Linked DNA regions of Sus scrofa: all the other regions are linked to region 3. Evidence: chromatin contacts called from public Hi-C and promoter capture Hi-C data. All regions are on one chromosome and are shown on one strand. The core of a region is the stretch at or near the end of the contact, and the rest is flanking DNA. Distances in the headings are between cores, read along the strand shown. Region 1 holds the start of BOLA3 (bolA-like protein 3). Region 2 holds the start of MOB1A (MOB kinase activator 1A). Region 3 holds the start of TPRKB (TP53RK binding protein).

What was found. Promoter capture Hi-C pulls out the DNA fragments that hold promoters and counts their contacts. Hi-C and Micro-C count contacts between places; a contact is called where the count stands out from the background.
Region 1: a Hi-C map of heart right ventricle shows a contact between it and region 3, with 2.9 times the contacts expected there. A contact is called at or near these places in 1 of 47 Hi-C or Micro-C datasets (heart right ventricle) and 1 of 2 datasets of targeted methods (alveolar macrophages).
Region 2: a contact with region 3 is called in a promoter capture Hi-C map of liver, with 5 times the contacts expected there. A contact is called at or near these places in 1 of 5 promoter capture datasets (liver), 1 of 47 Hi-C or Micro-C datasets (skeletal muscle) and 2 of 2 datasets of targeted methods (alveolar macrophages and skeletal muscle).

The regions. Positions count from the first base shown.
Region 1 is chr3:68,882,150-68,884,849 of Sscrofa11.1, reverse strand. It overlaps BOLA3 (bolA-like protein 3), which reads right to left and starts at 1,403. Exons shown (of 4, transcript XM_003481180.4): 1 at 1,214-1,403. The coding sequence starts at 1,267.
Region 2 is chr3:68,851,195-68,853,894 of Sscrofa11.1, reverse strand. It overlaps MOB1A (MOB kinase activator 1A), which reads right to left and starts at 1,426. Exons shown (of 6, transcript XM_021087363.1): 1 at 1,143-1,426. The coding sequence starts at 1,156.
Region 3 is chr3:69,236,918-69,239,617 of Sscrofa11.1, reverse strand. It overlaps TPRKB (TP53RK binding protein), which reads right to left and starts at 1,293. Exons shown (of 5, transcript NM_001144846.1): 1 at 1,275-1,293.

The DNA of each region.
Region 1 (2,700 bases), core at 154-2,653, 350 kb after region 3:
GGCTGGTGCTGAAGGTACCATCCCTTTATCCCCTTAGTCCTGCTCATCCTTAGGCCTTTCCTGATGGCCCAGAGCAGGGTCCTATGTTAGTTAAAGAATCTCAGATCACCTCCTTTAAATGCCCTGTGCACTAACTCTTTCACCAACTGGTCTCAGAGGCCAAGACTGAGTCTGTCCTGTTCTGCAGTCTTCCAGAACTGCCCAGGGCAGGCCCTCCGGAAGATGTGGGTGATGGATGAATGAATGAATCAATGAACAGGGGAAGAACCACGTGATTCAGGGCATACCTATGGATCACCAGCAAAGAAATCTCGATTCTAACACTTAGCAGAAATGCAGGTCAGGAGAAAGATCTGACTTGGGAGGGAGACTGAGTGCTGTATGTGACAGACACTTGATGTTGTGGGCCTGGGTAAGATGGGGTGGGGGGGTTAGGACCTCTCCTGAAGCCAGTGCCCTGGGGGACAAAGGCAGAGGGTAACCAGGTGGCTCGGAAGAAGCAATCACTAAGGGGTCAGGGTGGTTGGCACTGCTGACTCCTTGGGAGAAACCTTCCCTCATCTCAGCTATCTGCAGGCAGTGGCTTTTAAAAACCTAGCAATCTACTGACAAAAATCTCCGGAATGCGGACTGTCCAGGCTGGAAGTCACCAGGAGAATTGCTCGTCATGCCTGGGGGAGGCAGGTTCAAAAGAAGAAAGAATGTGAGAAGAAAGCCAAAGAAGTGGATGAATCAGAAAGGGGGAGAGAAAATTCGGAGAGCGCGTGGGGAGTGCCCTCTGCGGGCTTGCTACTAGGGGAGTGTGGGATTTGGGGAGGGTCAAGGTCACAGAAGCCGGGCGGACGTTCTGGAGCCCAGACCCAGCCACAGTCCCTGGCATGCACGCCGCGACTCCCGGCTATGCCTCCCACGTCTCTGGTAAATCAACACTGCTTGGTCCGTGGCCGCCGTATTCAGAATGTTTGCGCATCCGTTCCCCTCGCCCTCCACCCCCGCCCTGTTCGCGGGAGCTCCCCCAGCCCGCGCCGGGCCTGACACTTCGACTACGCGTAGCCGGGCCCGCTGGATGAACGAACCAACGGATGAGAGAAAGAACGCGGAGGCCCCCGGCTCGGCGCGCCGCCCTCCGCGAGCGGGTGCTCCAGCTCTGGCCGCAGCCCGCCCCGCGGTCTCCCGCCCCGGCGAGAGCAGCCCGGCCCCCGCCCGCGCTCACCCCGCGGCTCCCGCGGAGCAGAGGCGCTGCCGCGGCCGGGCTCCAAGCAGCCATGCCCGGCCGACGCGGCCCGCCGCCCGAGGTCGCCGAGTCTCCCAAAAGGCGCGGAACCCGGAACCCGAGCCACCTCCGCCGTGGGCGAGGCCGCCCCCTGCCGTCTGGAGGCCGGGAGCCGCCCCGCACGCCCGGGGCCCCGCCCTCCGCCTTCTCTCGCGAGCAGCCTCCGCTGCCCAGGCTGGGGACAGAGCCAGTACCCGGGGCTCCATGCAGCCTTCGGACTTCCCCTCGTCCCAAGGACCCTGGTGCCCTAAGTGGACCGCCGCTGTGCCCACTCACCACCCCACACCCTGCTGTTAAACGGAGGGTCTTGGGGGTTCCCGTCGTGGCTCAGCGGTTAACGAATCCAACTAGGAACCATGAGGTTGCGGGTTTGATCCCTGGCCTTGCTCAGTGGGTTAAGGATCCGGCGTTGCCGTGAGCTGTGGTGTAGGTCGCAGATGCGGCTGGGATCCCGCATTGCTGTGGCTCAGGTGTAGGCTGGCAGATTAGACCCCTAGCCTGGGAACCTCCATATTCCACAGGAGCGACCCTAGAAAAGACAGAAAGACAAACAAAAACACAAAACAAAACAGAGGGTCTTGGGTTTCTCCCTCCAGGAAGGAACCAGGGAAGGATTCTAAAGAGGGGAGTCATTGTCAGATTTGTGCTTTAGAAAGATCACTGAGGAGCGGAGACAGTAGGGGGCTGAAATTGGAGAGGAGGACAGAAGTCCCAGCTTCTGTTCCGAAGGAGAGGGGAGACCCAAGGGGAGACCTGGTAGCAGGGATGGGAGGAGTAGATTGAGACACCTGGGAGGAATGGACTGGAGTGACCGGCTGAAAGTAGCAGGGCTGAAGGTGGCAGGGATGAGGCTCAGGTTTCTGACTTGGATAGATGGAGGAGGGCTAGGCGTGGGATGATGGGGATTGACTAACTTGGTTTTGAATTTGCCTCAGTTTAAGGTGCCTGCAGGACACGGCTCAGCAGAGGTGGAGGCTTGGAGTCACAGACCTTGGCATTTTGAGAATGCAGGGGAAGCTGACACTATCAGGGACGGATTGTCAGCAAATCTGCCCCATGTCTGGAATACTTCAGACAGTTCGAAGCAGAAATTCAACCAAGCCCTTTCTCTCTCTAGCAGTATGTGCATATAGCATGTGGTCTGGTATACCGTGAAGGATGAACCAGCTCTTTTTACTCTTGCATTTTGCCTATGCAATCAGTATGTTCACTGCTGCACTTGGATGGGTTGTGTAAGCAGATAGGTAGAAGGTCCCGGAAACAGAGAACCAGGCATGGATTTTTGACATAAGCCATTTTCAGCCTGTCATTTGTGATCTAAGCCTGGCCACAAGGGTTAGATCTTGGGTCTCAGTAATTAATGATCTTAGGGAAACAGAAGTATGTGGGAACAGACGGACTCTTACCAGACAAGAGAAGTAACAACA
Region 2 (2,700 bases), core at 177-2,676, 390 kb after region 3:
GTGGAAATTCAAATGTCCATCAACAAAACAAAGTTTAAAAGAAATAAACAGCCTCACATTTAGGTCCAAAAAGCAAATAAGAATTGTGCATCCACAAACAATTAACTAAACATTAAAAGAAGAAAAAGACCGGAAGGAGGGGGTAGATAACGGTCTAGTAATAAGGAAACTTTAAAATATAAATCGGATTTTTTGATATGGTGATCATACTTTAAAAAAAATCCAAAGAGGGAAAAAGCGATTTAGACAAAGATACTCTTAGTAGTGCTATTTTATAACTGCAAAGTATTAGAAAGAATCCAAATTTCTCACAATAAATGGGGTAAACTGTAGTTATGAAACACTATGTAATTTAATAAAACTTGGAAAAAATGCCAAGTACGTGGGTAATGCCCATAACTAAAAATGGATATGTATTTGCTCATACAAGACATGTTAAAGCAAAATAATAAGAGCCCCCTGAGAATAACACGTAAGGTGCTAGAGCAATGCTTCTCAAAGCTAAATGTGCTTAAGAATCATCAGAGTTACACTTTCCCATTTAAGCCGCACTTGCGCCCAGACGTTATCTCTAAAATAAGAGTCTACCGAGTTAAAACGCAGTTAGCTAATTATACAAATTCACAAAGTGGGCTGGATCAGAATTTGGACACAAGGCCGCCAGCTTAACTTTCAGCTTCTCAAACTGCGGCACTCCACATTTTCCGCGGGGGTAACCGAATACTGATGACAATAAAGGGGGACGTATAGTAGAGTAAAAAGCCAAATCTGTATGGATCGTTACCAAAAGGCTGGAGACCGGAGAAAAATTGGAAGCCCCAAGCGGGGCCCATGGCTCCGCCCCTAGATCATCCCTCTGCCCTCAGGCGCACTCGGGCGGAAAAGTTTCGGCGGCGCCGCCGGCCTCGGGGCCTTCCTACTCCCCAACTTTCTCGCTCCGCTTCCTCTGCCTCGACCTTCACCTCCGTCTGCCTCTGACCACAACCAGGCTTCCCTGCGACCCCGAGCGGTGGCAAAGCAAGAGCCGGGTACGCCAGCCCCGACCCCGGGACCCGCCCTCTCCTCAGGCTCCCACTGGCCCCCTCCACGACCTCGGCCCTCAGCCCCCTCAACCCTGAAGCCCTGGGCCGGGCCACACTCACAAGAGGAAGCTCATCTTCTATCCTCAGAGCGGAGGGGAGGGGCCGCTCGCCCCCGCCGAGGTCAGGATTCGGAGTCCGCGCGGGACTGAGGGGGATCCGAAGGTCCTCAGCCGGCGGACAGCGGATGCCCGCGACGCTGCAGCTCGCAGCCGGGGTCAAGCCGCTGCAAGCAGGTGCGAACTACTGCACCCGCCTCGCCTTCCTCCCCGACTTTACGGACCCGAAATGCGGAACCAGCAAAATCTCGCGAGCGAAAGCTTCGTTCAGCCCCGCCCCACCGAGAGGGACTCGGCACGCCCCTTTTCCTTGGGCCGGCTCCTCCACCTGAGCCAATCAGGGACCTTTACGCCGGGACTTCCGCTGAACAAGTTGCCCTGGACTTGGAATCCTCTGCCTGCGATGCTGATGTGCGTGGTCCAGGTTGAAGCAGCTCTATTTTGTCCCAGTTATCTAGATGTCAGATGGCTATGTGTGCGAAATTTTTTACTTAACGTTAATTTGATTTTTTAAGTTGAGATGTAATTTACACAGCATAAAATTCGCCGTTTTTAAAAATATGCTTCAGTGGTTTTCCCACATATTCGGACTTGTAGAGCGGTAACAATTACCTATTTCTAGAACATTTTCCCATCACTTCCAAAGGAAACGGGTACCCATTAGCAGTCGCTCACCATTCCTCCCTACTCCCATCCCTTGGCGACATCTAGTCTACCTTTTTATATGAGTTTGCCTAATCTGGATATTTCAAATAAGTGGAATTGTACAATATGTGCACAATCTTCGTGATTAGTTTCTTTTACCTGATCATGTTATCAAGATTCATCCATGTTGGAGATCCTGTGTTAGCTCCGCAGGTCAGAACCCAGCATGGTGTGCATGAGGATGAGAGTTCCATCCCTGGACTCGCTTGGTGGGTTAAAGATGTGGGGTTGCCACAAGCTGCGGTGTAGGTTGCAGATACCGGTTGGATCCTGCATTGCTGTGGCTGTGGCCTAGTCCGGTGGGCAGCTGCAGCTCTGATTCAACCCTAGCCTGGGAACTTCCATGTGTCGCAGGTATGGCCCTAAAAAGAAAAAATAGAAAGATTCATCCTTGTTGTAGCAGGTATCTGTTCTTCATTCATTTTTTATTATGAGCACTATTCCATTGTATAAATATACCACATTTTGTTTATCCATTCATCTGTTGATGGACTTTGTGGTTGTTTCCAGCTTGGGGCTATTAGGAATAAGGCCATTAGGAACATTCCTCTGTGGGATTTTGTGTGGATGAATGTGTTCTTTTCTCTTGGGTATGTGCCTGGGAATGACTGGGTCATATACTAACTATGTATTTATCTTTGGGGGGAACTGCCAGATTGTTTTCTAAATTGGATGCACTATTTTACCTTCCACTGGCGAATAACTGAGGGTTTTGCTATTTCCACATCCTTGATAACATTTGTTACTGTGTATCTTTTTTATTATAGCCGTTCTCGTGGGTGCGAAGTGGTAGCTCCAGATTTTGATTTGCATTTCCCTGTTGGCTGATGTTAAGAATCTTTTCAAGTGCTTATTGG
Region 3 (2,700 bases), core at 44-2,543:
ACACCGTAGGTCACTAACAAAAAAATATCTTTACTTAACGAGATATTTTTTTGCTTTTTAGGGCTGTGCCTGTGGCATATGGAAGTTGCCCAGCTGGGGGTTGAAATCAGAGCTGCAGCTGCTTGCATATACCCCAGCCACAGCCACAACCACAGCCAGGCCAGATCTGAGCCGTATCTGTGACCTGCACCACGGCTCACGGCAACACCAGATACTTAACCCACTGAGCAAGGCCAGGGATCCAACCCGAGTCCTCATGGATACTAGTCACGTTTGTTACCGCCAAGCCACACTGGGAACTCCCTAACAAAGTAACTTTAATAAGAACATATAAAAGTGTTAAAATAGAAAAATCTATCCCGAAAACACATCTGGCATTCTCACAGTATACTGTCTTCCTAAACCTGCTGTTTCTAGCTTCCTTTACCATTCCTGGCGAAGGATCAAGGTTGCCACCTGATCCCCTGCTTGTGCAGTAAGTCCGGCTCTGATCCGTGGATGAGATGCCGTTTCCCCAATAGACAACTAGGTGCAGATTACCAAAAATGTTTTAGATCACAGGTTACTTTTAGCATTAATGAAACCTCACTCCAACTTCTTAGCCTTTTTAGTTTTCTTATCTCACCATTTGATTTATGTTTTAGCAGCACCTAGACACAAATACGAAAGAAGAAAATAATCTTACAGAGGAAAAGTATGACATGACTCAGAGAACTCATTTCACACATGGGGATTTAAGCAGGGAGGGCACAATGCTTTAATAATACTGGCCCTTTATAGACATAAATTGAACAAGAAAAGGACGGGGTATATACAAAGACATAAGAGAAACATGACAAATAACTACAAAGACATATCCTTGCACAGAAAAACAAAGCATTGCAAAAATTTGATCTTTAAAACAATTTCAATCAGTCCTAATGAGATATTTGGGTGAGGCAATTTGATAGGTTCATTTTATCCTTTTACCTAGGAGGTTCCATTTACAGCATTTTTCTCAAAGAATAAACTGGCAATCTGAAGGTTTATGTAACAAGAGGTCCTTATCATTATCCTAACAGTAAAAGCTGAAAAGAACTAGTAACAGGATTTGTTTTCACTAAACAACCACTAAAAACTGTAGTCTTGAAGAGTACTTAAGGATGTATAAAAACAGCAATAAATAACACTAAAACATTTGATGTGGAAATCAAAACATAAAATTGTGGGTTTTTTAAAAAAGGTACACATACACACACACACAAAATTGAAAGAAAAATACAACGAAAAATTACCTTTGACCTGCTGGAATTTCATCTGACTTTTTTCTTATTGTAACAAAAGAAAAAAAGAACATTTGTGAATAACGTCCTGGCACACAGCAGTTCAGTCATAATCAAGGTCCAATGGAAAAAAAAATACAGAAAGATAAAATGTACACCCAATTATAAAAGAAGATGCACCCAGAAAACAAAAACACGAAGTACACCAAAATATGGCCATCTTGGGCAGTAGAATTGAAGGCAATTTCTAAGGTCTCCTATAAATATTTTTCTATGTGCTGAATTTTCTACAATGAGTACTCAAAATATATAATGAGTACATACAACCAGAGAGAAAAAAAATGTGGTTTTTGTTTTTACATGAGGGGAAAAAGGACCTCTAGCAAACGTCAGAATAGTTTGCTTTTCTTTTACATAATTCATTCAGTCCAGAAACTTCGAGTCACTGCTGGATACTGACCTCTCACTCAAATCCCATATCTAATCCAAAAGTCTTGTCAATTTAAATTTTATTTTTCACCCTGCCCACAGCACGTGGAAGTTCCAGGGGCCAGTAATCAAACCCGGGCCACAGCAGGGACCCAAACCGCTGCAGTGACAACGCCAGATCCTTAACCCACTGCACCACAGGAGAACTCCTTGTCAATTTTTAATATCTTGACGGATACAATTCTCTCCATACCCACTGCCACCACAGTGGGCCACCAACTCACATCCACAGTTTGGCCTCCTAGAAGTGCTCAGCTCACAGTTCCTGCCCTCCTATCATGCAGCCGCCACCTGGGAGTCAAAACCATCTTTTCACAAACAAGAACAAAATAATGCCACTTGCAGCAACATGGATGGAACTAGAGACTCTCATGCTAAGTGAAGTAAGTCAGAAAGAGAAAGACAAATACCCTATCACTTATATCTGGAATCTAATATAGGGCACAAATGAACCTATCTACAGAAAAGAAACAAACTCAGGGACACGGAGAACAGACTTGTGCTTGCCAAGACGGAGGGGGAGGGAGGGAGATGGACTGGGAGTTTGGGGTTAGCAGATGCAAACTACTGCATTTGGAATGGATAAGCAATGGGATTTTGCTGTGTAGCCCATGAAACTATATATGATCACTTGTGATGGAACATGATGGAGAATAATGTGAAAAAAAGAATGTATGTATGCATAACTGGCTCACTTTGTGAGGCAGAAATAGACAGAACACGGTAAATCAACTATAATTTAAAAACTATTATCGGAGTTCCCGTGGAGGCACAGTGATTAACGAATCCAACTAGGAACCATGAGCTTGCGGGTTCGATCCTTGGCCTTGCTCAGTAGGTTAAGGATCCGGCATTGCCGTGAGCTGTGGTGTAGATCACAGACGCGGCTCGGATCCTGCGTTGCTGTGGCTGTGGTGTAGGCCGGTGGCTATGGCTCCAATTCGACCCC